Linked DNA regions of Mus musculus: regions 1, 2, 3, 4, 5 and 7 are each linked to region 6. The links are chromatin contacts, called in public ChIA-PET and HiChIP or PLAC-seq maps. All regions are on one chromosome and are shown on one strand. The core of a region is the stretch at or near the end of the contact, and the rest is flanking DNA. Distances in the headings are between cores, read along the strand shown.

Region 1 (4,195 bases), core at 524-3,023, 410 kb after region 6:
ACGGCCCATGGAAGGAGTGGGAAGAGTTCGTGGATCTGTCCGAGTCCTGTGCTTTGGGGAGACTTTGAGTAAACAACAGGGCTCAGCAATTTGGCTGGGTGCATGGCATGGGTTGTCAGGGTTAAATCAGAAAGACAATTTGATTCCCAATTTGAAAAACCTAGGATGTCATGTTGAAAAGGTACCTAGAGCTACTAGGGAGCCATTAAGTGTTGAGAGTCATCTTGGGGGAACTCAGTTCAGGTGATTGCCTATTTACCCCCAAGAGATGGTAATAATGCTCTTGCTAAGTATTAACTTGAAGAGTTGGTTATCATGTCCATTTGTGCAACTGGTTCCTCGGTTGGTATTAATGGAAAGAAAGTAAGGGGTTAAGCTTTTAAAGGTATTCCAGAATCTATGTCTGCTTGTATGTATAGGGGTGTGTGTGTGTAGGGGTGTGTGTGTGTGTGTGTGTGTGTGTGTGTGTGTAGGGGTGTGTGTGTGTGCTCCTGCATGTGTACATCCATGCATGTAAAGGCCAGAGATCAATGTCAGATGTCTTCCTGAATGTCAGGTGTCTTACCTTATCTTTTTGAGAGAGGGTCACTTACTGGCCTCACCAATTCAGTTAGACTAGCTGGCCAGGGATCCTCCTGCCTCCTCCCCACCAGTGCTGGAATTATGGATGTGTGTCTCCTGCCCACTTTTCCCTGGTGCCAGGGATCTGAACTCATATCTTCATACTTGTGGGGCAAACCCTTTACTTGACTGAGTCGTCTTTCCAACCCTACCTCATACTGTTAAGTCTATTCTCTTTAGAACAGATGAGGCTGGACTCTGCCCACAGGAATCAGGAGGCCCAGCAGCAGCCCAAGCCTGGCACAAACCATGGACCCAGTGTGGCACTCACTTGAGCCACTGGTTAAAATTCTCCTAATCATTCATGATAAATCTGGATCTCGTGTTGTTTTTATAGCCCAGCTATCGACCTTTTGCTTCAGGCCAAACTTCTGCCTGCCTGGATGCCTGTTTCCATCCCCACCCCAGTACACACACTCAAGAGCACACACACACACAGACACACACACACACACAGACACACACACACAGTCACACACACACACACACACACACACACACATCTCAGAGGGGAGACAATGTAGAAGGTGCCTGTCTTTGTGTTTCCAGGTTCTTTCAGATGTTCCCCTTCTGAAGGCCAGACATTGGAAATGTATTTTTCCACCAATATGGTATGAAGCAGAAAGCCGTGGACACAGGAGACATGAGTTAATGAAACTGTCGGGCAATGGGGGCTCCATTAATAAGGCTCCATTTGTTTCTGTCCTCTTGGAGCAGCTGGTTATTAAAAAGTGTCTGAGCTGCTTTTCCTGCCTCCTGATGGTGATGAAACTGGGCCCGGCTGAAGAGGCTACAGAGGCGCAGCCTGGTCATCAATAACCGCTGGTCAGGATGGAGAAGACATGGCCCAGGCCCTGATGAGCACGTAGTTATGGGTCCTTCTCCTGCTTCACCAGCCAAATGCAAGGAGCTGGCCAGAGTCAGGGCACATTTTCCTTGTCATATCTATATCTAAGTTCCACCAGGAAAAGGTGGATGTCTTCTGGCACATTGAAGAGGTTTTGTTTTAATTGGCAACACCCAGGGGAGGCCACAGGGGTTGGAGCACCCCCGGGGTCAGATTGTGTATCACTAGCAATAAGCTCCATAGTGTGAGCAGGAAGAGTTTAGAGTTTCTCTAACTCGGCTGTGTGGCTCAGGGCAGATAGGGTTGGCGCTCTTGGCTTTGTTATCTATCTTTACAGGAAGGGGCGGCCTGTGGTCTGCAGGTCATGAAACTGAAACACAGCAATCACAACGGGGCTCTCCTGTTCCACTGTGGAGCCAAGAAATGGGGAGGAGTGAGTTCCCTGGGGGGGGCATCCCCTACATCTTCAATGGCCAGGATGCATTTAGAGGAGATCTGAGACTGGACACTGGGAAGTGTTGGGAGTAAGGGACAACCTGGTCTCTCAGTCTCTCCCCAGACACTTTCCCATTTTCCTTCAGTCTTTGAACTCAGAGGGAGCATCTTGCCATGTTCTCCCCTTCCCACACTCCACATTACCATCTAGCTTCCTTGTTCCTGTGACACTTGCCCCCAGGCCCTCAGGATAAAATGCCTCAACACACCAGAGCTGAGATAGACCCTGGTCTGTTGTCCTGGGAGACAAACATGAGTTCTGCTCTCTCATAGTTCTCAGCCCCATGGGTCCAGCTGTGTGTCCCTGAGAAAGCTAATTAACGTTCCTGAACTCAGTTTCCCGTGAACCTGAGAGGCACCAGCTGCATCCCAGGGAGCTCTAGCTGAGTGGAGCACGCCCCTCCCAGGCACCTCCCTTCCACATCCAAAGCCTGCCGATAGAGAGGCTCACACAACACCACTCAAATACAGCTAAAGTTGTGTTCTTTTCTGGATGTTATTGTTAAGATCTCTGAACACCTGCTCTCAGCACACCCTACCTTCAGGAGAGGGGCCTCTCTCAAATCTCCTCTGGCTCCCACAGAGTTTGCATAACACTCCCCAGCCTCTGCCCTTGAAGTTCTGTTCCCATGAGGGGGTTGGGAGAACCACAACTCCTCAAACTTGCAGGGAAATTTCTAGCAAGTCGAATATGTCAGAGGACAGGGTTGTTGTTGAGTCCCTGAAACTGAACCTTGAGGTGAATTTGACAATTGTGTGGGAATCCCTGCTGTGCTTTCAGTTGCAGGACAATGGGGGCCATTTGCAAGTTTGAATGTGGAAGAAAATGTCTGGTTCAAAACACACACACACACTGGTGCACACACACATGTGTGTGCCCACACGTGCTTTCACATACACATGAGCACATATAGACATACACATAGGGAAGCAGGCACACACACATACACCACATGTGGACACACATACATGTACCACACGCATACACACACACACACACACACACACACACACACACACACACACGCATGCATTCATGCATGCACACACAGAGGAATACATAACAAAGCACCTTAATACATAATACATAATAAGCAACCTTAACTCCATGCACACTCAGCCTTTCTATTAGGGACCATGAGAAATAAGAAAACACAGGCCCTGTTTGTAGGATCATAAACTGCTGGTTGTAAGGGAAGGAATCCGAGAAGGTAAGTAACCTGATTAAGTTCACACATCCATTGTGTGAAAGGCATCAAAGGGACTAAAATCCTGGTGACCCAACTGCAGAATTCCCCAGCTCCAAATGACAGGACTAAGAAAAAAAAGTTCTCTGCCTGTCTGAAACTCTAGGACACAGAGGGGAAGCCACTCCCACCAAAAGGTCAGAGGGCCCCAAGGGGCAGATGGTTTTAATAATGGCCGTTTGGGCCACCAGATCCTGTGACTGAAGCCAAAGAGACCTCAGAGTCAGGGGCTCTTCAAGGACATGGTCCCAGACTCACAGTGGTCACAGAAGTCATGAATGAGGGGCATCCCAGGTACACATGGAGAATATGCTGTGCAGACCAAGTATCCAAGGGGTGCTGAGACCCAGAAAGGCAGGCAGAGCAAGTGGGACAGTGAGAGTGGCCAGCACACGCACTCTCTCTCTCTCTCTCTCTCTCTCTCTCTCTCTCTCTCTCTCTCTCTCTCTCTCTCACACACACACACACACACACACACACACACACACTGGAGACAGGGCTGAAGCCACTGTCACCCCCCCACAGGCTCCCCTAGGAAAAGAGCCTCTGCTAGCTCTCTTGCTCACTATAGCACAAATTTCTCCAGGGAGCCCATCTGCCTCGTGGAGGCGGCTGGCTGGCCTGACTTCATCTTGTTCCCCTTTCCTTCTTCCCTGGGCCAGAGTTCCAGATCCATGATCCTTGGCTCCACTTGGATTTTTCCCAGGACAGGAACCCAGGGAGGTTGTGCAGCCTGCATAGCACCCTACCCAGCTCCCACCCAGAGACAGTGAGTTCCAGAGCCTTGAGGGGAAGGCCCCACCCCTTCATAAATAGCCATTTCGACTCCCTCCATGCCCTATGGCCCACTCAGTTAAAACCAAACACTCCACAGTGAGGGCAGGAAGCTTCACTTCTGTCTTCCTGCCCTCTCCTGCCCTGGCCCCTCTCCCACCTATTATAAGACTGAAGAGCTGAGGACCTCGGTGTGCCTCTGGGCCAGCCC
Region 2 (3,881 bases), core at 807-3,306, 500 kb after region 6:
TGCCAGCCTCAGGACAAGCACTAACAGAGGGAGGGTCTTACCCCGTCTCTGAGGTCAGTGAACTGGCAACACACTAGGCAGCACATGGCCACTTGTGATACCCTGGCCTGTCCACAGGAGCCCAGGGTCTGTGCAGAAGGTGCACTGTTGACGTGACGTCATTTGCAGAGCTCTTCCAACTCACTGTTGCTATCGTCGCCTTCCCCCAAGTGGCTCTGTGTCTATTTTAAATCTGTGACCCACAGTGTTCTGTATAGGAGGATGAACTCTGGCTGTCCTGGCCAGCAGGAGGCCAGCAGGGGCCTCCTGGTTCCTGGAAGGGGACTCTGTGTCAATGGGGATGTGTGACTCCCGGATGCCATCATACTTTTTTTTTAGAAAAAAATTATACCTTCATTTGTTTTGTGTTCTGTGTGCTTGTGCATGCATGTGTGTACTTGTGCAGATCAGAGTCAGTCTTCTTTGATGTGAGTCCCAGGGGATTGAACTCAGGTCTTCAGGCTTGGCAGCAAGCACCCTCATCTGCTGAACCATCTTGTAAGCCCTCTTTTTTTTTTTTTTTTAATTAAGGTTTTACTAAAAAGTTCAGGTTGCCTTGAACTCACAATCCCCCTACTTCCACCTTTTGAGTGCGGGGGTTTTGCATGTTTAGGACACCTTGCTAGCTGCCGTTACATCTTAAGTAATGACATCATGGGCTTCATCAAGGCCAGGTTGAATGAAGCCCTTATGGGGTTTCACCTCTTCTTATGGGAACCCATGCCAGTCTCTTCAGGAGAGCATTTCCACTTTTTAAAAAAAAAGATGTATTTACTTATTTTATGTATATGAGTACACTGTAGCTGTCTTCAGACATATCAGAAGAGGGCGTCAGATCCCATTACAGATGGTTGAGAGCCACCATGTGGTTGCTGGGAATTGAACTCAGAACCTCTGGAAGAGCAGTCAGTGCTCTTAACTGCTGAGCCATCTCTCTAGCCCTCATTTCCACTTCATTACCTATGGCCACCCACCCTGTCTGATCTGCTCAAGGCTACAAGGTCCCAGAACAGCCTTCGGCTAGCTGAGCAGGGGGAGTGGAGCATCTGTGGGTAAATGGCCTCTGCTCACCTAGGCTGGGAGAAACAGAGATGAGAGTGAGAAGGCAAAATGGGAACTGTGATCCAAGCCTGTGCAGTGCACAGAGTGCCGCCCTCCAGACCAATGGAGCTTGGAACATCCCAGCAGGCCGTGCATTTCTAGGCAAATCCAAACCCCATGCCATTCTTCTGGGAATGGTCACCTCACTCAGGAGACTGAGAATGTACTGGGAAAAGGCTCAGAAAGACTCCGTGGCTGGCGGAGGAGTCCTGTGGAGAGCTTTGACAATGGCTTAACAATGGTTGGAGCCATAGACTGGGGGCTAGTGCTTCACTATGCTCTGGAAAGAATCCTTCTTTTGTATTGATTTTTGTGTACATGATGGTATTTGTTTTTGAAACAGAGAAAGAGAGACAGACAGAAGTGTGTGTGTGTGTGTGTGTGTGTGTGTGTGTGTGTGAAAGAGAGAGAGAGAGGGGGGGGGGGAGATTGAGAGAGAGAGAAATTGATTCACGTAGCTCAAGTTGCCCTCAAATTCACTATGTAACTGAGGTTGTCCTCCAAATCCCAATCCTCCTGCCTCAGGCTTAAGAGTGCTGGCAGGTGTGTGCCACTTTGCTCAGCTCAGAAAGCATTCTGGAAGGACACCTAGTCCTCCCGAGCCTGCAACCTATGGTATCTGCAGCCTCTGGCCACACCCTTTGTCTTGTGAGTGCTTCCGGCGAACTGGCTTTTCAGGATGGGCCCAGGAGGTGGGAAAAATATTCATAGAGGACAGCCTGAGGAAGAGGCCTAGGCGTCTCAGGGACAGGCCCAGGGAAGAACCAGTCTGGAGGTTTTAACTGCCATATAGAAAAGGACTCTATTATAACAGTATTCAAAATGGTTTCCCTCACCCAAGGCCTCCTGCCGGGTCACAGAGAGCCTCTGTGGAATTTGGAAGGTGGTGCCTTCTTGGGGAAGACCCAGACCACAGGACCTCAGAGTGCTGAATCACAGACAGACCAGGCACCAGCCCGCATAGAGCCCTCGGCCAACACGCCTGTGCAGTGAACAACCTATACCGCCATAGTTAGTGGCTCTGCAGTATAGTCAAAGTTCCCAGACACAGTTTAGTTCTTTTGTGAGAAGATCCAGGCCTAGGGTGCCCTCTAAACATTTAGATCACCCACAGAGCTAAGCCAAGACTCCCCCCAGAGTTGAAGGAAGCTGTGTTCTAACACAAAAAAGTATCGGGAACTCAGCTTTGCGGCCACGCCCACCTCTCCCTCTCCCTCCCAGAGGGGGCGAGAACACAGACCAGGCAGGGGAGAGGACCCCGGAGCTTCCGTTGGCAAGCGATGCCAAGCCTTCCCGCTTCATACAGCTCTTTATTTGCTTGTTTGTTTGTTTATTTGAGGGGTGTTTTGTTTTGTTTTGAACGAGAGAAAGAAAGCCCATGAACTTGGTTGGGTAGGGAGGTGGAGAGGATCTGGGAAGAATTGAAACATGATCAAAATATATTGTATAATTTGAAAAAAAAATAAGTTTAAATTAAAGGGGGGGGGGCGGGGAGGGAGGAAGGCTTTCTAAAGAAGTGGAACCTTCCAGTGGCAGATGGCGGATAAGTACGAATGGTAAATAGTTTTAATTACTGCATAATGTAAGTGAGACCGTAAAGGAGAGACAGTGCGGGCAAGCTGCCGCCGCTGAGGCCCCGAAACTGTTGTGGGGCCCAATTTGTCTGGCATGTGCTGTTCTCAGTCTTGGGAGGGCTTTAAAGAGAACGCCGGAAATATTAATTGCCCGCCTCGCTGGCCCATCCATCTTCACAACCGAGTAACACGCTTTTTTAATTTCAGGGGAATCGTTTTCAAATGGGAATCATGCAAATGAGTATTTTAGCTATTCATTTGTTTTACTGCGAGCGCTTTGTGAGCAAATGGCCTACAGCTTGCAATGAATTAAAAGACATGGGCACCGGAGACCGATTTTTAATACAAAGTCTTGACTGGGAGACGACCCCGACCAGCGGCACAGAAAATGTTGGCATAGCAACTTTGGGCATTTTCATGCAAATTGGCTTCTATATAGATGATACGAATGCAATGTTTTCCTTCAACTAATCATCATAAAATTAGTTTCACTATATTTAAATGCCTCCACTTAATGCATTATATCCATATGCATGAAATTGCCTCCGCTAATGTAGTACATAAAATGCCAGAGATACAATGAATAGCCAAATTGCACGCGGCTATGTTATCTCCCATTAAAGTAGCTCCCCTCCCCCACCTTCCTTTTCTTTTTCCTTCCTTTTTTTTTTCCTGTGAGTGTGGGTGTTCTTGAATGTGTGGGTGCCAAAGGCATGTATCACAAATTGCTATTAACACACTCAAAGTCCTCTATAGTTAAGTAACAGATTGCACCGCAGACTTAACAGAAGCCAATGGGGGAGGGGCGGTCCTGGGCGTGGCCACCTAGGCTGTCTGACCTTCCATGGAAGAGTCTAGAATCCCAAGAGACCACAGAGCAAAGAGTTCCCAAGGCACTATGGTAAAGATGGTTTTAATCTAACACCCCCACCCGCTGCCAGGCTTTGAATGGGGAAGCCTGGGAAGGGTGTGCCTGCAGATCCGGGATCCCGTCAGAAATGATGAAGAATGGCGTCATTGCTGATGAGAATGGTCTCCAAAGTCTACCTCATGGCTTTGGGAGAGGGATATGATCGAAGCCAGTAACTGAGAAAGGCTGTGGAGGAAGGAAAGAACCCCTGGGGGGGGGGGTCCTGAAGTCTAGCCCCCGTGCCTGATGATGCGGTA
Region 3 (3,750 bases), core at 1,165-3,664, 430 kb after region 6:
TCCATTCCTCAACTGTGCCTTCTGAGTAGCAGCAGCCCCTCCATCCCACTGTCTGTCCACTGTCAGCCTCTGTGCGGACAGCCACACCCTCGCAGGCCAATAGCTGGTTGTCTTATTAGCTACAGCAGAAAGCTGGTCCCGAATGCGACCCAGCCCGTCTAACAAGGTATCCAGAGTCTCTTTGCTCAGCTCCATGGTCACAGCCGAGATGGAGGGTTTCTCTCCACACAGACTAGGATCCTCCTAGATCTTCATCTGGAGCAGGCATATGGGGACAGCCATTCGGCTGATGCTGTCAGAGGAGGTTTTGCTATCCACGCTCCAGTCCAGGTCCACCGGGCGTGGCCGAGAGATCTGGTTTCCTTGGGCTTCGGTTTGCCATGTTGATATGTGCTCCAGGATGATTTTTGTCAGCAGGTTTTGAGGTTTGGGTGGAAACTTTCTGGAAAGAGAGCCAGAATCGCCTCAGCAGAGGACAGGCCACAAAGGCCACCAGCCTAGTGGTGCAGAGTCTGGAGCAGTTGCTCTGCCTCCTCCTGGGTCACAGACAAGCTGGAACATGTATTATTGAGGAGTTTTTTGTTTTGTTTTGTTTTTTTTCAGTCAAGGGCTGAACTGGAGAAGTTTTCTGGGCATAGTGGTCTGATGACATCTTTTGAGGAGGCCTTCGGCAGACTCTGGAGCACCACAAAATGCTCCGCAGTCAGGGCCGCCATCTTTCTGGAGTGGAGATTTTTTTATTTTTAATTCTTTATTTTTATTCTTTTGGTGGGGTGGGGGTTACAAGGGTGAAGGGCAAATATGAAAGGACTAGAAAATGAATGGGATTGGTGTGCACAATGTGAAATTCACAAAGAATCAATAATAAATATGAAAAAATGCAAAAAAAAAACCTGAAATTTGGCTTTTATTTTTATTTGTTTGTTTGTTAAGCTCCCTGAGAGCACGCTTCTGATTGGAAAACCTGTGGGATGTCCAGGGGATAGCCAGGTGCCAGGTTGAAAGGTCTAACTAACATTGCTCTGGGTCTGGGATGACCTCTGTACCGCATTAAAAGAAAATCATTGAACTGATGGGCAGGTGGAGTGATGCAGGCAGCAGAGGCAGGATGCTGGTGCCCGAGGGAAAGGCAGCCTCTCACTTTCAAAGGCCTATCAGCCATCATGACCGTCAGCAGACTGTAAGACGGGGAAGCCCCAGGAGATTTCCCCACAAAGCTTCCAGAGACAGCTTCTTGCCAAGGTTAACCTGACTTCCTCTGCTGTCACGCCCACCTTTATGCACCTCTCCTCCAGCCCTGGTTCTGCCCACTCTTGCCTGGCTAGGCTGGCACAGGAGGGTTAACAGTGAGTTGGGGGAGTCCAGGGATGCAAGGAAGGGAAAGCCCAGGATTCAAAGAGAAGGGAAGAGAGATGGAATGAGTACCCAAAGCCCTCTGGCTGCCAAACTGCCCATCCTCGCCAGCACCTAGCACAGAGGATCTGAGGCTTTTCTGGGCGTGGGGGGCATCCTTCCCCGCCCAGTGGCAAGTGCACTAGCCCTGGCTGTGCCCTGTGGGTTAGGGTGGGATGCTGAGCAGCTGTAACAAGCCAAGTGCTTCTCTGGTTTCCCTCATGCCTCCTTCGTCAGCTGCAGCACACACGTGATTATATCTTACTATATCCTACTCCGTGACAAACACGAGTACTTGTGTGCTTCAGCATTTAAAAACTATATTCTAGCTCAGCAGTTAAGAGCACTGGCTGCTCTTGCAGAAGGCTCAGTTCCCAGCAACTACCACCTGTATGACTCCAGGTCTAGGGGATATGTTGCCTTCTGGTTTCTAAAAGGACCAGGCTAACACATGGTGCGCTTACATACATGCAGACCCTCACATATACATAAAATAAAAATAAAGATTTTTAAATGGTAACTATTATTATATCAGCCAATAAAGGTATTTGCCCTCTCCCTAGCCCCACACACTAAGCATTTTCTAGTACTGCTCTCAAGAGAATCTACAATCTCCATGGCACAGATGAGGGCACCAAATGCCAGGGAGTTCCCCATGGCTAGTTCAAGTCACCTGCTGATATGCAGTAGCTGGACCAGATTCAGGAACCTAGCCAACTTTTTAAAAAGCCTACCTCCAGGGTCAATGAACTTCCCTAGGCTTTCCTCAGGAGCAGTTGGACTCTTTGCTGAAGGGGTCACGCCCACAGTGCGTCATTAAAGGAAGAACTGGAAGAGGGACTACCCAGGGCCTGAAACCTTGCACCTCCGCCCTCAGCTGACCCACTGCAGGTTTCTCCAGCTTGAATGCGGCTGGGAATTCCTCTGTCTCACCACCAAGGCCCCCAGAACAAAAGCTCCCACTGCAGGAACTTCCTGCTCAACCTCTAAGGAGCCGGCTCCAATTTCAACCAAACTGCTGGTGACGTCATCTGGTTTAGGCCGGTGTGAGGGGTGGCTCCACTGCCAGAGCCTCTGAGACACAAGACGTCCCTGTGAATAGTGGGGAAAGTGCCAAGGTCATGCCTGGCTTAAAGCATTTCCCATCTCTGCCTTCATCCAGCTCCCAAATACTTAGTCATGGAGACATCATAAACACGCCTGCATCCATTTGCCAATGGGAAAACTGAGTCCAGAGAAGCAACATCAGGGGGCTTCTGGGTAATTAGGAAGCTAGATTCAGGGACAAAGGACGAGATTTCTGTTCTTGGTCTTTCCTCTCATTCACGTTTGTGTGTATGCATTCGTGTGTAAATGTGTACATGTGTGTACATGTGTATGTGCACATATGCATATGTACACTGACTAGAGAACATCCTCAGGTACTGTTCCTCGGCTGCCATCCACCTTGTTCTGAGACTGGCCTGACTCTCACTGGCCTGACTCTCACTGATTGGCTAGGCTGGCTGGCCACCGCAATCCAGGATCCTCCTGCTTCTGTCACCCCAGCGCTGCCATGCCCAGTTCTTCTTCTGTTTTTACCCTGTCTTCTGGGATCTGGCTCAGGTCCTCAGGCTTGCACCCCAAGCTCTTTACCAGCTGAGCCATCTCCCCAAGCCCTTCTTCTCATTCTTATGTCATGAAGCACACAGGGAAAGACAGGGCCTCTGTCAGAGGCAAGTGGCAGGGAGACCAATTACAAGGACTCCCTTTCCCAGCCCACCCACTCTGTCCCCAGTGACATGCTGAAGGCACAGCAAGAGAATGGTCTGTCATCCAGTCAGCAGAGCAGGTACCAACCACATGGACTAGGTCCAGTCAAAGCACCTTGCCTCTCAACTAATATGTTTATGTCAACCCAGCAAGAGGAGACCATGGCTCAGGCAAGGAAGGAAAGAACTAAGAAAATGTATACATGCTCACAAGACATGAGGAAGACAGACAGACAGACAGATAGATGTTATTATTGCTGCCCCTCCCTCCATGCACATTTTCATCAATATCAGTTATGAACACAGCACATGGGCACAGGGCTCTAACCCATGTCTTCCAGTCCATGTGGTGTTCCTTTTATGTCACATGCATTCTATGAGGCTGAGTTGTGAACACCAGGAGTCACAGTCTGTCTGTCTGTCTGTTACCTGTCTGTCTGCCCACTCCCCTTTCTCTGAGACAAGGTCTGTGTGTGTCTCTCTGTGTCTCTGTCTCTTGATCTCTGTCTTTCTCTCATTCTCTAAGACAAGGGCCTCACTATGTAGCCCTGGCTGTCCTAGAATTAATTAGGCAGCCCAGGCTGGTCTTAAACTCAGTGATCCACCT
Region 4 (4,016 bases), core at 101-2,600, 340 kb after region 6:
AATCCTCCTGCCTCAGCCTCTCAAGTGCTGGCTTTACAGTCATGAGCCACCATGCTTGACTTGCTTTTGGTCTTGTTTGAGACAGGGGTCTCACTCTGACCTGAAATCCATAATCCTCCTGCCTCAGCTTCTCAAGTGCTGGAATTATAAGTATGCCCCACCTCGCCCAACAGGATCCTTTCTTTGTAGAAGTCTAGCTTCTTCTATGATGAGGCATTCTGGCTAGCATGCCTCATCTCCCCAAGGGAGCTGCCACTCGGTGTACACACTGGCACCTACCCACTCCCATGAGAACAGGAAAGCCTGAACTCATTCATTCCCCAGCCTCTCCGAGGACAAGGAAGTGCCACTCACTGTGCTAGTGTAGCGTTTACAAAAGTTGAAAAATACCCACGCCGGCCCTGCCTGCCTGCCTGCCTGCCTGCCTGCCCTGGGTGACACTCTGGGCTGTTAGAGGCGGAGGAGGTATGGGGGTGAGCAGTCTGAAGTCTGATCTTATCTACTTTCCTGCCTTTGAACATTGCCACAACAAACCCAGCAGGCCAGGCTCTTTGAAAAGCAGGGCCTGTTACACACAGCTCAGCCCTGGCCCCCTTCCTTCCTCCAGGTCCCCTGGCTCCCTTCTGTACAATCTCCAATGGCCTGCAGGTCAACACCTTGGAAAAGGTAAAGCTACTCACTCCCTTAAATAAGACACATGGCCTCACTGATCAACCCACACTGAGTGCTTACTGAGGTCTAGAAACAAGCTAGACACAAAGAGAAAGGTACACAGTTGGCCCCCACATTGGCTACTAGAAGTGACAGAGTGCCAAGCTTCCCCGGGATTAACAGGAGATGGAAGTCATTATTGTTGGCTCAGTTCAGGCCCCTGTGTTCTGTTCAATAGATGCATAGAAAAACCATACAGGAGTAACGATCAGACATTGGACTGCTACACATGACAGGTCGAAGCTACCAGCATCTGAGATGAGAGGGCCGAGTGAGTAGCTGATGATGAGACAGAAGCCCAGACAGTGCTTGGAGTTCTGAGTTCCTATTTCTGGGCCAGTAGTGCCTAGTTCTCCACCTGTTCTAGGTTCCCTAAGGCAGGTCAGGTCACAGCTGGAACTCAATCATCCTTAACTCACATCTGCACAGGTCTCTGCTGCTTCCTTAAACTCTCTTCAACCCCATCCCTCACCACAGCACCTTGGACTTCCCCAAATGGTGGGAGGCAGGGGGAGGAGAGCAAGGCAGGCCCAAGACAGGGCTTCCGAACAGGGAACTCCAGCAGTCAGAACTGGGCGGATGAATGACACACGGGTAAGTTACCTTTGTGGAGAAGGGCCAAATTAATACATTCAAAAATATTTACTGAGCTCTGCGCCCTAGGCAGGAAGTGACTCAGCAGACATTCAGAGAAAGGAAAGGTGGTTAGAGAGAGAGCCGGGGGTAACCAAGGCAAGGGAGTGGAACCATTCTGGGAACAAAGGACAGAGAGAGAGAGAGAGAGAGAGAGAGAGAGAGAGAGAGAGAGAGAGAGAGAGAGAGAGAGAGAGAGAAGGGTGCGAGAGTCTGGGGCACACTCCGAGATACATGGCAGCCAATGGATGTGGCAGCAGGTGCATATAGCATACCCAAGAGGGACCAGGGTGAGCTCCAACTAGAAAGAGTGAAGACAGATCCAGATAGTGCTGGGCTCTGGAGACCTTTCAGTACCCAGCGAGGGGACCGGACCACATCCCAGTCCACATGAGCAGGATGAGTCCGGGTCCTACCTATCCACTGTGGTCTGCCCCTGCTAAGGCCATGGAGAAACTCAGGCTCGCACCTGTTTACCAGACTCTCACTCCGAAATTATCAGAATCCGTCCACATTCACCAGTCTGCACTAGCCCTGACCAGCACCCCAGGCAGACCCCAAATTCCTGCAGTGGAGGAAGGACCTGAATGTTCACACAAAACCCACTGGCTTCGAGAGGGTGGTTGGGCCAGCTCACTCTGAAAAGAGCCTCCTTTGGCATATTGCAAGTGGTTTTCACACATTTCTGGGCAAGGGCGTGGGACTGTGTGAACAACACGTTCCAAAAGGAAAAGCAGTGTGCAGTGGTCTCTTCTGACTCGCCCTACCTGTGACAGACTCCAGTGCATGCCCCCAGTGCACACACCTCAGCCCACCCCACCACGGCCTGACTAGCAAGGCAGGTCTAGAGGATCCTAAGGTCAATGCCACTCACTCACAACGCACTGACCTTCCAGGTGACCAGCAAGAATGCAATTAAATCTCAGGCCATTCCACATGAGCTCACCTTACCTCCATCTGGTCCGATAGAGCTAAGCAGGGTCGAGGCTGGTTAGTGTTTGGATGGGAGGATATGACTAATCCTTACAGGGAAGGGGCTGAGTCTTCACTAACTCTGCCTTCAACAAAACAGGTGCCTCGGACCCTGCGGTCAATGGCAGAACAGACCCCAGACATTCCAGGTCCAGTTTCCCAGGAGAACCCACTTCATCGTACAATCCCGCCTGCCCCTCAGTCCCGCCATCCCACAAACGCCTGCACAGGCAAGAAAGCCTGACAAGGCCATCGCCTCACACCCACTCCAGGGGACATGAAGGCTGGCATGCTAGTCATGCACAGGGTATGACAGCTAGGCTTGGACAGGAGAGGCTACTGCCCAAACGTCCCAGAGCTAATAAGACTCAGCACTTGTCATTCCTTGTCCCTGGGTCATACTTCAGTATACTTTCTCGGGATAGTGAAATTTCCAAGCTCCTGAAACCTTCTCTTACTTCTCCTAAAGATTAAATACACCTTTCACTCGGTGCCAGCTCAGCTTCCTCAGATGGCACCATCATAACTACGCTCACTGCCACTACCCGGGACAGCATACTAGAGAGCTGCTCCCGAGAGGACCGAGTCACACAGTCACATAGGGCTGGTTGAGCTTGAAGCCCTCTTCTGATACAGCAGTGTTTATAGAACTCACTGATGCCCATGTGATTCATGTCACCATAAACACAGACTCACCCACCCGGCGCTGGGTCCACATCAGTCTTAAAGCAGAACGAGCAGTGAACTGCGTCCTAGAAAGGCTTGTTTCCTGCCATGCCAAATGTTCACAGTGGAAAGGAAAAGAGCAGGGCTGAGGAAACTGTCCCATTGTTCAAGTGCTAACCGCACAAGCACAAGGACATGAGTTCAAGTCCCGGGACTCTCAGAAAAGGACTGGGTGTGGTAGCAAGCACTTAGATCCCAGGGCTGAGGAGGCAGAGACAAGAGGGTGCCTGGAGCTCACTAGGCAGCCAGCTGAGACAAATCACTACGTTCTAGTAACTGTCTCAAAAACACAAGCAGAGACCAACTGAAGGAGACACCTGAGGATGATCTCAGGCCTTCACATGTACCTGTGTATGTACACACACACACACACACACCTGCACACAAATACACACACACCCCTGCACACAAATATATACCCACACCTGCATACAAATACACACACACACTTACACACACACCTCTGCACACAAATATATACACAAACACCTGCACACAAATACACACACACACTTGCACACAAATACACACACACCCCTGCACACAAATACACACACACCCCTGCACACAAATACACACACACACCCCTGCACACAAATACACACACACACACCCCTGCACACAAATATATACACACACACCTGCACACAAATACACCCACCCACACACACAAATACACACACACCTACACACAAATATACACACATACCCTTGCACACAAATACACACACACCCCTGCACACAAATACACACACACATACACACACCTGCACACACCTGCACACAAATACACACACACACACACAAACAGAAAAGCAGCAACAGCATGCCATGGAGATGCCCCATCACTCCTCATGTACACATTCACACACAATACATTCCTTTTGCTCTACACCCAAACTGGGTGGTGCATATAGAATTATTCTAGAACATGCATGCAGACACAGGCCAAAATCTCCAGAGTTAATCCCGGG
Region 5 (4,168 bases), core at 44-2,543, 470 kb after region 6:
GACCACGAGGCTAGGCAGACACAGGTCCTTCGAACCCTTTTATCTTGAACCACTGCCTCAGGGGTGTGTTGAGCTGCACGTAGGATAACTGCCTCTCCCAGGAGAAGGCTGGCGTGGTGACTCAGACATGCAGGAACACAGGCGCCTTCTAGCACCTGCTCTGCCACACTGAGCAGGTAACTTCCATGGTCATGTTTGCAAAAACAGCTGCAGTCCTTACATCCCAGGCAGAAGAAAAGGAAAGGGAAGAGCAAAGTGACTGGAACCCAGAAGCCCTGGCAGCATCTCACAAAGACTAGACTTCAGCTGACCTCTCACTGGGCGGAAATACGTCACATGACTAGCCGCAGCGGACCTTGGGAGGTTGAGTGTTCGAAAATATACCGTCCTGGGTGGGAGTGGAGCTTTCTGAGTAAGGAAGCAAAGAATACTGGACAACGTAGACATCCTTTCCTAACTCAGGGGGTCTGAAGTGAGGCTCGGAGCTTGGAGATGACTCAGGGGTAAGAGAGCTGGCTGCTCTTCTGGACGACCAGGAATGCCATTCCCAGCACCCAAGCGGTGACACACAGCCATCTGCGATTCCAGTTCAAGGGGATCTTTCGCCCTCTTCTGGCGTCTGTGTGTACTGCATGCATGAGGTGCACAGACAAGCAAGCAAAAACACACACACTCACACACTCTCACACACACTCACACATACATTCACACACTCACATACACACTCACACACTCTCTCTCTCTCACACACACATATATGTATAAAAGTATATATATATATGTATGTATTTTAAAGGTCCATTTATTTTTAATAACTATATCATCTTCCTTTTATTTCTCTACCAAGTCAAAGCCCCCTCACTCTTCAGGGACACAAAGGAGCCCGACTCGGCTATGCTCCAGGTTCCTACAGCCACCTCCTCCGGACACAGCTCCTCTGTAGTGAGGACCACAGATAGCCAGCTCCTTTGCTGCGTCACCTGTTGCTAGGAAGGGAAGGGCATAACTCATTTGCATATACATGTTGCCACCAGGACAAGACTCAGCCCCAAACCCAATTAACTGCCCAAGAGCACAGCGCAGACAGAAGGGTGTAGAACCCCTCACTTGGTGATACCAACATAGCCAGTAGAACACAAAGGGCATTTTTAACTCAGTCCCTGGGCACTGTGGTGGAGGCAGGGCTGAGGACAGGATGATCCAGTCTAAACGTCACTGGTATATGGGGCCAGCTGCCTGTCCCTTCCATCAGCCTTATGCCTGACTTCCTCCATTCAACTTCAAACTGCGGTAGATGAGGCAATATCTCTCTATGGTGAGGGAACAAACCTCTCTCATGGAGCCCCACCCTCTTGATCTAACCTCTTTCTCACACTGTCACACTGAAAGGACAGATTTCAACACACAAGAGTGAGGCCACCAATCCATTACCATTCACTTCTGTCCACCCCCCAGATCTGTGTCTCAATCTAGAAGGGAGACACATGCCATGTCTACACCTACCCTCAGCTCAACCCCAGGATAGGGACAGGCTCTGCATGGCCCAGCTTAGGTCAGAAGCACCTGGTCTAACCACGTGTGTCCTCCACAGAGAGAGAGGTCGGACCCTGAGTAGGACAGCAACAAAGGCCATTCAACGGACGCCCCACAATGACACGCCTATTCCCCTTAGGGTGCTGTCCTGTATCAGACATGACCATTCCACCTTTCTGTCTTTTTGGTGCTGGACTGACCCCAGGATCTTTTTTTTTTTTTTTTTTTTTTTTTTGGTTTTTTGAAACAGGGTTTCTCTGTATAGTCCTGGCTGTCCTGGAACTCACTTTGTAGACCAGGCTGGCCTCAAACCCAGAAATCCACCTGCCTCTGCCTCCCAAGTGCTGGGATTAAAGGCGTGTGCCACCACCACCCGGCTGACCCCAGGATCCTGTGTGTGCCTAGCAGGGTCCCCACCACTGCCCCATGCCAGCTCAGCCAGCAATGTTGCAGACAGAGGCTCACTAGAAGGTAGCTGGGCTCAGTCACCATGCTTTGGCTGTGGCTGCTGTCACCCTGCCACGAGATGCAATCAGACAAGCAGGCTGGGAAGCCAGGTCCCTCATGAAAGTGCCTGCCTGCTCTCACAAGCACGAGGGCCAATGTTCAGGTCCATGTAAGAGGCTGGGCACAGTGGCACGTGCCTGTGGTCCCAGTGCTGCCATGAGACAGGAGGCAAAGATAAGCAGAGTCCCTGGAGACTGGCTGGCCTGGTATTGGAGCGATACCAGGTCAGTGGGAGACCCTGTCTCAAACAAAAGATAAATGGCACAGGAGAAAGGACACCTGAGGTGTCCTCTGATCTCCTCATGTGTACACGCTGACCCACACATGCTCCCATACACATATGCACACACATATGCATGCACACACACACATGCATGCACTTGCGCACACACACACCAAGCCTGCAGAATTGTGGCAAGACCATATATCCTTTGAAGCCAGCTACTTTTTATCTGACCCTTTAGAGATGGAATTTGGCTGATGGCCTTTTTAGAAGTGGTGTCTTTCTGGGAGAGAGGAAGGGAATGCTGCTTATTGTAGGGCACTGGGTGAATGAATGAATGATTAATTAATTAATTAATTAATTAATGAAATGAACAAACGCAGCTCCAAAAAAAAAAAAAAGAGGCTGTTGGCTGCCAGTCTTGGGAGGTTGAGTGGCCGACGCCACGGGCCCGCGCTCTCCCTCCCTGCACCCAGCCTGCTTCAGATCTTAATTGAGCACCAGGGGATGAGCATGATTGGGAATAGCAGGTGCCAGGACGCTGTGAACATTAGGGAATAGTCACTTGGCAGGCTCCAGAGCCGCCAAGCCCGAGAGTGTGGGCCCGGCCAGATGTTCAATCATTACCACCCGCTCTTCCTCAGAGACGTTTTAAGGCGACATTTGTTTGTTGAGGAAGCACAGCTGTTCCTGGGGAAATGGGTTTCCCTCCTTGGGGCAGAGGAGTGGAGGAGGGGCCCAGAAAAGAAGGGACCCTAGGGACCTTGAGGTGGGTGGCAACTAAAGCTGCCCGTTCAAGCACAACTCTAGCATCCTGAGCATCCAAGGCTGTGATGTGTTCCCAGTTCCTGCAGAGCCTGAGAGTGAGGCTCAGAAGGGACAGAGTGACACAGCCACGAGGCTTAGCAGTGGCAGGGTCCAGTTCCTGACAGCCATACTCAGTGGCTCAGCCTGAGGTGCCATTCTTTGTCGGTCCGCCTGAGCACTTCTGTCTCCTAGCCTGTGCAGGTTTCTGCCTCTGGGTCTCATTTTTAGCAATTCATATCACTGTCTCCTGCCCTTACCTTGGACTGTGAGGACTACTGCTGTGCCATCGTGGCACGACTGTACCTGCCTCTGTGGGTGAGCCTTTCTCTGAGTCATTCCCTGTGTCTCCTCACCCTGAACCCTTTGTGCCCAATGCACATCAGTGACACTTTAGTGTCTCAAGCTGGGCCTGGGTGATGCTGAAGCAAGCTTTGGGGGCAATATGATTCTTCTCTTCTAACATATTCTCTCTCTCTCCCTCTCTCTCTTTCTCTCTCTCTCTTTCTCTCTCTCCCTTCCTTCCCTTCTACCTCTCTTAATTGTGTGTGTTTGTGCATGTATACCACATACATGAGTACCCCCACATGTAGGCCACATCTCCCATCATTCCTCAGGCACCATCTTCCCTGGTTTTTGAGATAGGGTCTCTCATTATTTTTAAAGTATTTTATGTGTATGGGTGGTTTTGCCTGTATGCATGTCTGTGCACCACATTAACACCTGGTACCTGTGGAGGCCAGCAAAGGGTATCAGGTCCCCAGAACTGGAATTACAGATGTTTGAGAAGCACCTGTGGGTGCTCAGAATCAAGCCAGAGTAATGTGAAAGAGCAGCCAGCGCTCCTAACCACTGAGCGACCTCTCTCCTCCCAGGGTCTCTCCTTTTTACCTAGAATTCAACAATGCATTTAGGTTGGCTGGACAGCAAGTCTCAGATTCCACCCATCCCTTCTTACCACCACACTGAGTTGTTTACATGGCTCTCAGAGTCACACTCAGGTACTGCAACAAAATGTCACAGGCTCGTTGACCTGTCTTAGGCTCTCACCATACTGGCCCTCCAGGTTTTCAACTGAGCTGTGTGTGCAAAAGTCCTTCC
Region 6 (4,280 bases), core at 535-3,034:
AAACAAACAAATAAACAAAAAACCTAGGAAGTGGGTGCTTGACAGGTGGCCCAGGCTTGGTGGCATGAGTGCTTGTAATCTTAACATTGGGAATGCTGAAACAGGCGAATGCCCAGGGCTTGCTGGCCAGCCAACCCTATCCCAAAACAACAAGGTGGATGGCACCTGAGCACATCTGAGGCTGATCTCTGATCTCCACATGCACGCACACACATCTGCACACACATATACTCATATACTAAGTAAGGAAGCTATAGTTTTGGCACTGACTCTCAACCTCAGGAGCAAGTCCTCGGAAGGTCCTTTTACTCTCTATTCAGGACAAACACACACATACATAATGTTTTATAGTATATATTATATATGGACTCAAGGGCCAGCCTACATTAACCTTCATAATTTTGTGTGAAATATATTCTAAGCATCCCAAGGCAATGCACTGTTGATTCTAAGATGTAAATTTTCCCTGAACACTCAACATCTCTGAAATTGAGCTGTGTTTGTCACGGAATGATGTGCTGTAGTTCTAACAGGCAGCATCCTTTCCATATTGATAGTTAAGTCTAGGTCTCCCATTCAGTGGCATCTAAGGTTTGCTTAACCATTGTAAACTAAGATTGCCCTGGTGTCCCTTTCCCAGCAGGTCACAAGTTCAGGAAACTCAGCAGTGACAGGGCTAGAATGAGGGCAGGAATCCTTTCCAAATACTTGAGAAAAATATAAGAAACAGTTTTAAAACTCTTTACATCCCAGTTGTCTGCACTGGTGTGTAAGTCACAGTCCAGACTGTGAGCTTCCTGAGGGCAGGGGTTCAGTCGGATACATCAATTTCCCAGGGCGCTGCACATTTACCAGTTTTCAGTGAGTGCAATTAACCGAGACTGTGGTTAAAACAGGTAAGTTGACCCCACCAGAGGCCAGCTCAGGCCACCAATGGTCAAGATGCTGCCTATCCAGATCCATAATCCCCAACGCTGGGATTTGGCCACTAAAGTCACCACTCACCAGAACATCCCTGAAGAGTAACTGCGGCCCGGAGTGCACGGTCCAGTCCACCGCGCCACTATTTGGAATCTTGATCCGAATCACCAGCACCTGGTTCTCCATGGCACAGAAGGGGCCAAGGGCCAGCCACAGCATTACAGGTTAAAGGGTCTCACATCCTGGGGCGAGGGGTACCGACCTGCCCCTACTTAGGAGGAGCCCCAAGAAGTGACAAGGGGAACGATAGACAGAAGGCAGGCGATAAATAGGGAGCAAGAAGATGGGGAGAAGTGAAGAGGAGCGATCAGGAGGGAGCTTGCAGGCCCAAAACCAGGCCCAGGTCGTGTGGAGTGTCCCTAGGAGAGGATGCACTGTTGGGGGACCGGCCAAGAGGAATTAGTAGAGAGCGGAAGGTCCTGGAGTTACAAAAGTGGACAAAACAGAACCCACAAGCATTCTGTAGTCCTTGTGAGTAAGAGGAGACAGCGGAGCAACGGCCTGGTTTAAGGCAGGTACAGTGGCCAGGGTCCTGCCGTCCTGAGTGTCTCGGTGGGCAAGGGGACGGTGGCCGGGCGCCGCGGGCTGGGTCGGGGCTGTTTCGGAGGTGCACCGGTGGCGCCTGCCCTCCAACCAGGCAGGGGGGCCCAGGGCCGCGGGGTCAAGGGGCGGGTCCCGGACCGCAGCCGGAACCGGAGGGCGCGGCGCGTGCAGGATCGTCCGACTGAGGCCCGCGTCCCGGCAGCGGAGGTGGCGGCGAGAGGAGGAGGAAGGCGGCCGTTAGACCGCTGTTACTCCGGAACCAAAACGCGATGGCGCCGGAACCCGGGGAGCCGACATGTGGGACCCGCCTCCTGGGGCGCCATGTTGGAAGAGGGCAGCTGGGGCGGAGCAGGGATCTCGTGCTAGGACTGGCTGACTTCCATCTCTTCAGGTAGTGGTAAAGGAGCCTAGAAAACCCAGGAAGACACGGATCTACGGCTGGGGGCTGTCCGTAAAACAATTTAAGGTTTGATCATGCAGAAAAGGCGGTGAAGGACAAGACGGCAGCACCAGCTTGTCAAGTTATATACCTTTTACTATCCGCGGGTTTGTTACATTAAATCGGCAAGAGCCAGGCAAGACCTTTTTATTAAAAAAAGAAAAAAAAAAAAAAAAGCATGTTTTTATGCCCCTTCTTCCAATTAACAGTTCCAAAATACCACTATTTTTTCTCCCACGTTAGCAAAGTGTGCATGAATTTTTCAGTGAGGTCCTTTACCCTAACCAGTGACCTACAGTACCAAGCAATCTCCTACTCAAAAGCAACAGTAAAGAAACTCAATGGAGAGCGCTTAACTGCCTGGGGACAGCTGTATTTCTGGCATCATAATATCTTATTCAACCGTTGCAAAAATATCCCGTCTGTTCCATATATTTTCAGCTAAATTGCAGTGTTTATGCAGTCAGTGATAGCAGGGCAGTAGCCGTAAACCTTGGTTATTTTTAAATGCCTTGTTACCTCACATTTTAAAGTGCATAATCCTGTTGATCTATGTGTCTATACAAAAGAATTGCTTACAAATGGCAACGTGTAGGTAGGCCCTTTATTTGTAATTAAATTATGCTATTATCTCTACCTTTTGGGGCTGATTATGCATAAACATAGTGCGTGGGGTGGTGGGACCAGTGTCCACTTTCCCCGGAATAAACAGATATGTGATTAATGTAAGAGGAGGAACAATTAAATGTTGATCATTTTCAATGTAATACCAAAATTTGTGGCATAATTTCCTCTACTTGGGCTTTTTTCCTGTTGCATTTGAAAGGCCATTGTAGGAGATAAATGACCATCTTTTAGTTATTATTCCTTAATAGCTTAGGTAGGAATTCACGTAGACCGATTCTCCAGGTACTGTTGGAACTACCCCTTTGTAACTGCTCTTCAGTGCTAAAGAAAAATTCACTATTTTGCCATGTACTTCTTAATCTAAACTTTATTTCTATTATTAAGGAAAATTAACTACAAAACTAGAGATTTTCTATTAACCTATGATTTGTTAAAACGTCTTTTTAAAAATTCATAGTACCATAGGGAAAACCAACACCATTTGCCAAATTTGCATGTATATTCTGAAGCACTTTTTTAAATATATGAATGGCAGTCTCTCAGCTTCCCAAATATCTAAAGAGCAAATATAATCACATTTCAACTTTTTGTAGCCTTTACATAGCATGAAATCTTAAGACTTTATTATTTGAGCAGAGTTTCACAGAACTATTAACATTCAAAAGTACCTCTTTGTTAAGTAATATAAACACCACCGTCCAAATTAAAGGGATATATGTTTATGATCTTAAAGTTTTTGCACATAGTATTTTCTTTTTAACAGTAGACATAAGTAGCCACACAAGTTCTGACTGAGGTAGTTTGGTAGCCATAAAGTACTTTAATTGTAGTAGAAGGTTTATGCTTGTTTCTTTCCTACTTAAAGGGGGTTAAAGTTTGGATTGGAAATGTCCCCCATATGCTCAAGCCTTGCTTGTCCGTCAGTGGCACTGCCAGGAGACGATAGAATCTAATGTTGGGTCAGTGAGAGTAAGATAGGTTCTTGGGGGCATATTATACGACGTTATTGGGACCAGTGCCCTTCTTCCTTCTTCTGTTTCTTGTCAGCCATGAAGAAAACACCTTTACTTCCTGCCTTTTCCCACACACTCGCTGATGTGTGGAAGTCTGCCTAACCACAGGCCTAGAGATCATGGCCTAAAATCTGTGAACTTATGAGGCAAAATATATACCTCCTCCCCCCTACTTATAAGTTGCTTATCATTGAAAACTGACACATGAACCAGTTGTGGTGGCAAATGCCTTTAATCCCAGCACCATGAGGCAGACTCAGGCAAATCTCTGTGAGTTCGAGGTTAGCCTGGTCTATAGTCTATAGAGAGAGTTCCAGGACAGCCAGGGCTACACACAAAAATCCTGTCTCAAAAAAACAAAACAAAACAAAACAAAAACCCAAAAAACAAAATAATAAAAGGAGAATGAGACAATGATTAGCACAGAGGACCTGCTTCTAAATGACTATGATAGAAAGTTTCTCTCTAAATTCTGATGGAAGAAACACAAAAATGAATAAAATATATCAGATGGTGGTAAAAGCAAGGAGAAATGGGCCCAGAGGGAATATGGGAAGGAAACACTGAAGGAGATGCTGCTGACTGCCCTGGTAAATCCTTACTTGTGTGTAACCTTAACTGAAAAGAAGGTGTTTCTGAAAATTAGGTGTTATGCAGTTTGAATGAAAATGGCCCCC
Region 7 (4,179 bases), core at 827-3,326, 380 kb after region 6:
GCACTCGGGCAGATGGGGGTGGGGGGTGGGGGGAGGCTGCTTCTCCAGACCTGACAGAGCTCTGTGAAACTCAACCGCCCGCTTCAGCAAAAGGATAGAGGAGATTGGAAAGCTGGAGAAGAAGCCAAAAACCCAGGTGCCTCTGACTATCACATCACCCCTAACGCCAGCTGGCAAAGGCTCAGCAGCCAAGCGTTCTTCCAGACCACATACTGCCTGCCTGCCCTCTCCTTTACAGGTGGAATCCACCCACTCAGGTTTGGGGGTTGTTAGATTTTTGCTTTTGTTGTGTTTTGTTTCTGTTTTCTTTAAGTGTCATTCCCACCATATGTGGTGTGTGCTTCTAGGGAAGGCCGACCCTGGGTTCCTGTGGACAGATGTTGTTTTGTGTCTTACTATCAGGGCTGGCAGCCCATACACAGCTGCCTTGAGCAGGTGGCCAAGGATGGAAGCTACCCCTGCCTAGACAGGTGATGACCTCTACTATCGTAGGCCTTCTTTCCATCCCTCTGCAGGCAGAACGCCCCCGCCCCCCCCCAAACATCCCCACCTGCCCCTCATCTGGAATCAGTCTTTAAAGGTGTTTGAGAAGAAACAAAACCAGAAGACTAAAGTGCTCTCACCGCATTGCCCAGACGCGGGTATGCTCTAGAAGGCCTTGGGAGTGAAGTCACTGACCCCTTCCATCAGCCATCTGTGAGCTCCCGCCGGACTCCTCTAGCCCGATGGGAAGGATAAAGGAGGTCAGGACAGATGGCAAAGCGCTTTGGGAAAATAGGCTCTACAGGAATGCAGGGCCGATGGGAGGCCAGCCCTGGGGTGTTTTGTTATCTGCCTGGAGCTGCCTGCTCCATTCTAGGCACCCGCATACTCTGGATTAAAAAGATCGCAAATCAGCAGGGGTGGGGTGGAAAGAGGGAAAGCCCCTACTTTCTGCCACTTGTTTCTCCCGCTTCAAAGTCGGTGCTCTGCTCTCCAACTAAGTGCGTGCGTGCATGCGTGCACAGGGGGCGGGAGGCTGGCACAACCAAATCTAAAAATACTCAGTAAAAATGCTAATCCCAAAGCAAAGAAAGAGCGAAGAAGGAATCTGTCAATCAACGGGCTCCCGCTCCTCACCCACAGCTGTACCGACTGCATTCCTGTAGACGAGGAAAAGAAGTGGGGGAACAGAGCTGAAGAAAAGAAAGGGACACACGCCACCACCTCCACGAGCGCGGGGCGGGAGGCGGCGGAGGAGGAGGGGCTCGGCCGGCAGAGCCGAACAAAGCGGGGCCTCCACTTGGAGCCCGAAGCCCCGAGAGTTGGGGGGCCAAGCTCAGAAACACCCCTGCTGCCCGGAAGCAGCTGGCGACCCTTGAGGTCTAGAAGCCAAAATGCTGCACGGAAGCCAGGTCTCTGAGGCTAGGCAAATCCGAAGGTTTTGTTTGGGGTCCCTCCACCCACTCCCCGTCCCCTACAGGCGCGCGCACACACGCGCACACGCCCTCCCTCTCCACCCGGGCCGCGCTAGGGGGCTGGGCCAGTGCGCCCCCAGCCGCTCTGGGACCCCACCTGGGGATGGTAATGCACTTGGTGTTCACGTTCTGCGTGGTGATGGCCTTCTCCAGCTCGTCCAACTGCCCCGTCTTCTTGAGCTTCTTCACCAAGCTCTTGACCGCCTTCTCGCACCACTTCTCCTCCTGCCCGTTCTGCTCGCCCTTCTTCCAACCCAGCAGGCGCTTCACGATCGGGGGGGTGAAGGGCAGGATGGACGACATGGCTGGCACCGAAGGGTCACCGGCGCCCCCGGCGGGGCTGGGCGCACTGGGGACGCCGGGGGCGCTCAGAGGCAGCTCGGCCCGCGCCTCGCCCGAACTTCGCTTTTAACTCTGGAGAACTTGCCCGGGCGTCCGGGCCAGGACTGCGGCGCTGCAGCTGCGGGGATCGGGAGCACGGCGGCGCCCGAGCTGCTCCACGCGGACCGACGGACTGACGGGCAGGCCCCGGACGCGCGGGGCGGAGGCGGCGGCCGCGAGACTCCAAGTGGCAGTAGAAAGTTTGGGTTTCCGCACGGGGTAGCTGTTTGGGTGCCGCCTCCGGGAAGGAAAGTCCAACCCCCAGCCAAACTTTGCTGGCCTGGATGGCTTTGGTGCGCAGATCCCTCCGCCTCTGCAGCGCTGCTCCTCCTCCTCCTCCTCCTCTGCGATCGCCGCCTTGCAGGGCCAGCCAGGGCCGAGCAGCCGCGCTACCCGCTCCTCTCCCGCCCGCTCCCAAGTCTACGTTTCACGCAGCTCCGCGTGCAGCCTCCTTCCCAGCGCAGTCGCCGCCCCCTCGCTGCCGGGGCTCCCCGCTCCTCCCCCGCGCCCTGCTCCGGGGAGGACCCGCGGCCTTCCCCGCCCAGCGCCGCCAAGCGCGCCCACGTGGGCCACCGGGTAGGGCGGCCGCCAGCTCTGCCAAGTGCCGAGGGACCGGACTCCTGGGGACTCGCCGCCCCACAGACTCTCAGATACCGTTGCAGGAACTAGAGAGGATTAGACTCACAGGGAACAGGCACTGTCCGTCAAGGGCTGGCTGCACTCCGGAGAGGACTCGGGCGCGGTGAGGGGTTCAGAAAAGCTCCGGGCCCAGGAAGTTGGGGCACGCTGATCTCGCTCAGTGGCCAGAGCTGCTTTAGGTGGTTTTTTGTTTTGTTTTTGTTTTCCTGCTGGGTGAGATCAGAACGGCCGACTGCCTGAGACTGCGGAGGAGGGAGTTGGAAAAGGGGAGAGGGAGACTTAAAAGGAGTTAAGAGACCTCAGTGACAACTTGAACAATAGCTGGAGCCAGGGGTCCCTTGGGCCCAGTGAACCAAGCTTTTTGCAGAAAACGGGCCTCAAAGACATCTGTTGCGTTCCTGAAGGAATGAATGGGGGTGCTTTAGGATTTTTCTTTGGAGGAGGGGAGAGAATTAACATTTCAGGGTGTTACTGAAGTTCCGAAATTCGACACCAAACAAGTAAGAGAGCTTTTGTTTACAAAGCAATGAACTCGCACACACAAAGAGCAAGCCGGAGAGGACTCGAGAAGTTTATTCAAAGTTAGCCTAGGTGGGAAGCCAAGAGAACCTGACTTTGAGTAGCCCTAGGGGCTTTACTGCAGACTAGACGAATTCAGGGCTGGTTGCCCACGGTCCCTCCACGGATTTGGGGCGTTACATTAGACCCTCTGCTCCTTTATCCTGTTTCAGCCTCCCTATCAGGCTAGCCCAGATGCTTAGAGTGTGCTTGGTTTTGCGCACGCGCGAACACACACACACCTATTTCTCTCCCGTGGTGAGAAACAAGTTATTTGCAAACCAAGATCCGGTGCGCTTTACGAAGCCCTATGAAGTGTGGCTCGTCCCACAGAGTCAGCCCTGAAGCTTCAGGGGCCCCCTGCTCTGTCCTCGAGGCTGCCCCACCACCAACCGCCAGCGGCAGCTTGTCAGGGGTTGTGGTTTCCCTCCTTCCACCTCCCTGGTAAGTCCTGAAAGGAAGACCCCTGAGGCTCAGTAGACCTCAGCAAGCCGGTTCCTGCAAACCAGTTAGATGGTGGCTGCAGCCTCCCTTCCACTTGCTGCTAGAGACTATAAGGAAGGAGGTCCTTTTTGTTTTGTTTCAAGACAGGGTTTCTCTGTGTAGCTCTGACTGTCCTAAAACTCGCTCTATAGACCAGAGCAAAGCTGGCCTCGAACAGAGATCTGCCTGCCTGTGCCTTACTTGGCATTAAAGGTGGGCAGTCTTCACTGCTGTGTTCAAACAGATACCAATCACTGCCGTTAAAAGCCTGAGAGGCACAGCACCAAGGGTCAGAGCCAGGATTTAAACCCAGGTTTTTGTTTGGTTTTGGTTCTTGCTACTGGCCCTAGAACTGTAAAGCTAGGACACAATGTGCAAAACAAGAGCTTTTCTCACAGGTGCACCATTATCTCCAGGAATGGTCTCAGGCCCTTTCCTCGCCACCTCCTAGGCTGCTGGGACTTTGCAGAAGTCCTAAGCAAGACAAAAAGTGGAGGCCAGTGTTGATTCATGAAGAAGGGTAGCCAGGAGAGCTGGTTCAAATCCTGCTTCTCTCTCTCCAGCGCTTCCTGTCACAAATATGCTACTTGTTGAGAAATTCACAATGAACGAGGAAGGTCCTTAACCACTAGGAGCTCCCAGCCAGAGAAGCACCAAGGGA

Evidence for each region. ChIA-PET counts read pairs in DNA pulled down with a chosen protein or histone mark. HiChIP or PLAC-seq counts read pairs in DNA pulled down with a chosen protein or histone mark.
Region 1: an RNA polymerase II ChIA-PET map of memory CD8 T cells shows a contact between it and region 6, with 5 read pairs. The contact joins the enhancer-like site here to the promoter of Map2k5 in region 6. A contact is called at or near these places in 10 of 115 datasets of contacts at active chromatin or transcription factors (bone marrow-derived macrophages, embryonic hindbrain, embryonic stem cells and 4 more).
Region 2: a contact with region 6 is called in an H3K27ac HiChIP or PLAC-seq map of embryonic stem cells, with 3 times the contacts expected there. The contact joins the enhancer-like site here to the promoter of Map2k5 in region 6. A contact is called at or near these places in 1 of 15 datasets of contacts at CTCF or cohesin (the NIH/3T3 cell line), 11 of 115 datasets of contacts at active chromatin or transcription factors (acute myeloid leukemia, bone marrow-derived macrophages, embryonic hindbrain and 7 more) and 2 of 9 other capture datasets (embryonic tail and embryonic trunk).
Region 3: a contact with region 6 is called in an H3K27ac HiChIP or PLAC-seq map of embryonic stem cells, with 4 times the contacts expected there. The contact joins the enhancer-like site here to the promoter of Map2k5 in region 6. A contact is called at or near these places in 1 of 484 Hi-C or Micro-C datasets (embryonic stem cells) and 12 of 115 datasets of contacts at active chromatin or transcription factors (bone marrow-derived macrophages, embryonic hindbrain, embryonic stem cells and 5 more).
Region 4: an H3K27ac HiChIP or PLAC-seq map of microglia shows a contact between it and region 6, with 6 times the contacts expected there. The contact joins the enhancer-like site here to the promoter of Map2k5 in region 6. A contact is called at or near these places in 2 of 484 Hi-C or Micro-C datasets (the HL-1 cell line and Th1 cells), 3 of 115 datasets of contacts at active chromatin or transcription factors (memory CD8 T cells, microglia and neural tube) and 1 of 9 other capture datasets (embryonic stem cells).
Region 5: an H3K27ac HiChIP or PLAC-seq map of acute myeloid leukemia shows a contact between it and region 6, with 5 times the contacts expected there. The contact joins the enhancer-like site here to the promoter of Map2k5 in region 6. A contact is called at or near these places in 2 of 39 promoter capture datasets (the C10 cell line and hippocampal neurons), 3 of 15 datasets of contacts at CTCF or cohesin (the NIH/3T3 cell line, embryonic stem cells and large pre-B cells), 5 of 484 Hi-C or Micro-C datasets (cerebral cortex, embryonic stem cells, pre-megakaryocyte-erythroid progenitors and 2 more), 29 of 115 datasets of contacts at active chromatin or transcription factors (the 230-238 cell line, the NIH/3T3 cell line, the SCID.adh cell line and 16 more) and 2 of 9 other capture datasets (adipose tissue and embryonic stem cells).
Region 7: a contact with region 6 is called in an H3K4me3 HiChIP or PLAC-seq map of embryonic stem cells, with 16 read pairs. The contact joins the promoter of Smad3 here to the promoter of Map2k5 in region 6. A contact is called at or near these places in 4 of 39 promoter capture datasets (the 3T3-L1 cell line, hippocampal neurons and liver), 6 of 484 Hi-C or Micro-C datasets (CD4 T cells, CD8 T cells, embryonic stem cells and 2 more), 8 of 115 datasets of contacts at active chromatin or transcription factors (the SCID.adh cell line, bone marrow-derived macrophages, effector CD8 T cells and 4 more) and 2 of 9 other capture datasets (adipose tissue and liver).

The regions. Positions count from the first base shown.
Region 1 is chr9:63,783,923-63,788,117 of GRCm38.p6, forward strand. No RefSeq gene overlaps it. Among named protein-coding and RNA genes, the nearest start is that of Gm35941, 5.3 kb to the left of the region's middle. Within about 2 kb of position 1,774, at least 30 of the 459 cell types and tissues checked have an H3K27ac peak or open chromatin away from gene starts, as enhancers often do. A contact at or near this core is called in memory CD8 T cells, where this site is marked.
Region 2 is chr9:63,877,890-63,881,770 of GRCm38.p6, forward strand. No RefSeq gene overlaps it. Among named protein-coding and RNA genes, the nearest start is that of Gm36033, 64 kb to the right of the region's middle. Within about 2 kb of position 2,057, at least 36 of the 459 cell types and tissues checked have an H3K27ac peak or open chromatin away from gene starts, as enhancers often do. A contact at or near this core is called in embryonic stem cells and trophoblast stem cells, where this site is marked.
Region 3 is chr9:63,801,082-63,804,831 of GRCm38.p6, forward strand. It overlaps the pseudogene Gm2553. Among named protein-coding and RNA genes, the nearest start is that of Gm39359, 7.3 kb to the left of the region's middle. Within about 2 kb of position 2,415, at least 120 of the 459 cell types and tissues checked have an H3K27ac peak or open chromatin away from gene starts, as enhancers often do. A contact at or near this core is called in embryonic stem cells and epiblast stem cells, where this site is marked.
Region 4 is chr9:63,720,526-63,724,541 of GRCm38.p6, forward strand. The region is part of intron 1 of Smad3 (SMAD family member 3); the gene reads right to left. Among named protein-coding and RNA genes, the nearest start is that of Gm51710, 9.1 kb to the right of the region's middle. Within about 2 kb of position 1,351, at least 151 of the 459 cell types and tissues checked have an H3K27ac peak or open chromatin away from gene starts, as enhancers often do. A contact at or near this core is called in the HL-1 cell line, Th1 cells, memory CD8 T cells and 1 more, where this site is marked.
Region 5 is chr9:63,849,163-63,853,330 of GRCm38.p6, forward strand. No RefSeq gene overlaps it. Among named protein-coding and RNA genes, the nearest start is that of Gm39359, 56 kb to the left of the region's middle. Within about 2 kb of position 1,294, at least 32 of the 459 cell types and tissues checked have an H3K27ac peak or open chromatin away from gene starts, as enhancers often do. A contact at or near this core is called in the SCID.adh cell line and acute myeloid leukemia, where this site is marked.
Region 6 is chr9:63,376,118-63,380,397 of GRCm38.p6, forward strand. It overlaps Map2k5 (mitogen-activated protein kinase kinase 5), which reads right to left and starts at 1,785. Exons shown (of 22, transcript NM_011840.3): 1 at 1,006-1,785. The coding sequence starts at 1,140.
Region 7 is chr9:63,755,918-63,760,096 of GRCm38.p6, forward strand. It overlaps Smad3 (SMAD family member 3), which reads right to left and starts at 2,077. Exons shown (of 9, transcript NM_016769.4): 1 at 1,555-2,077. The coding sequence starts at 1,760.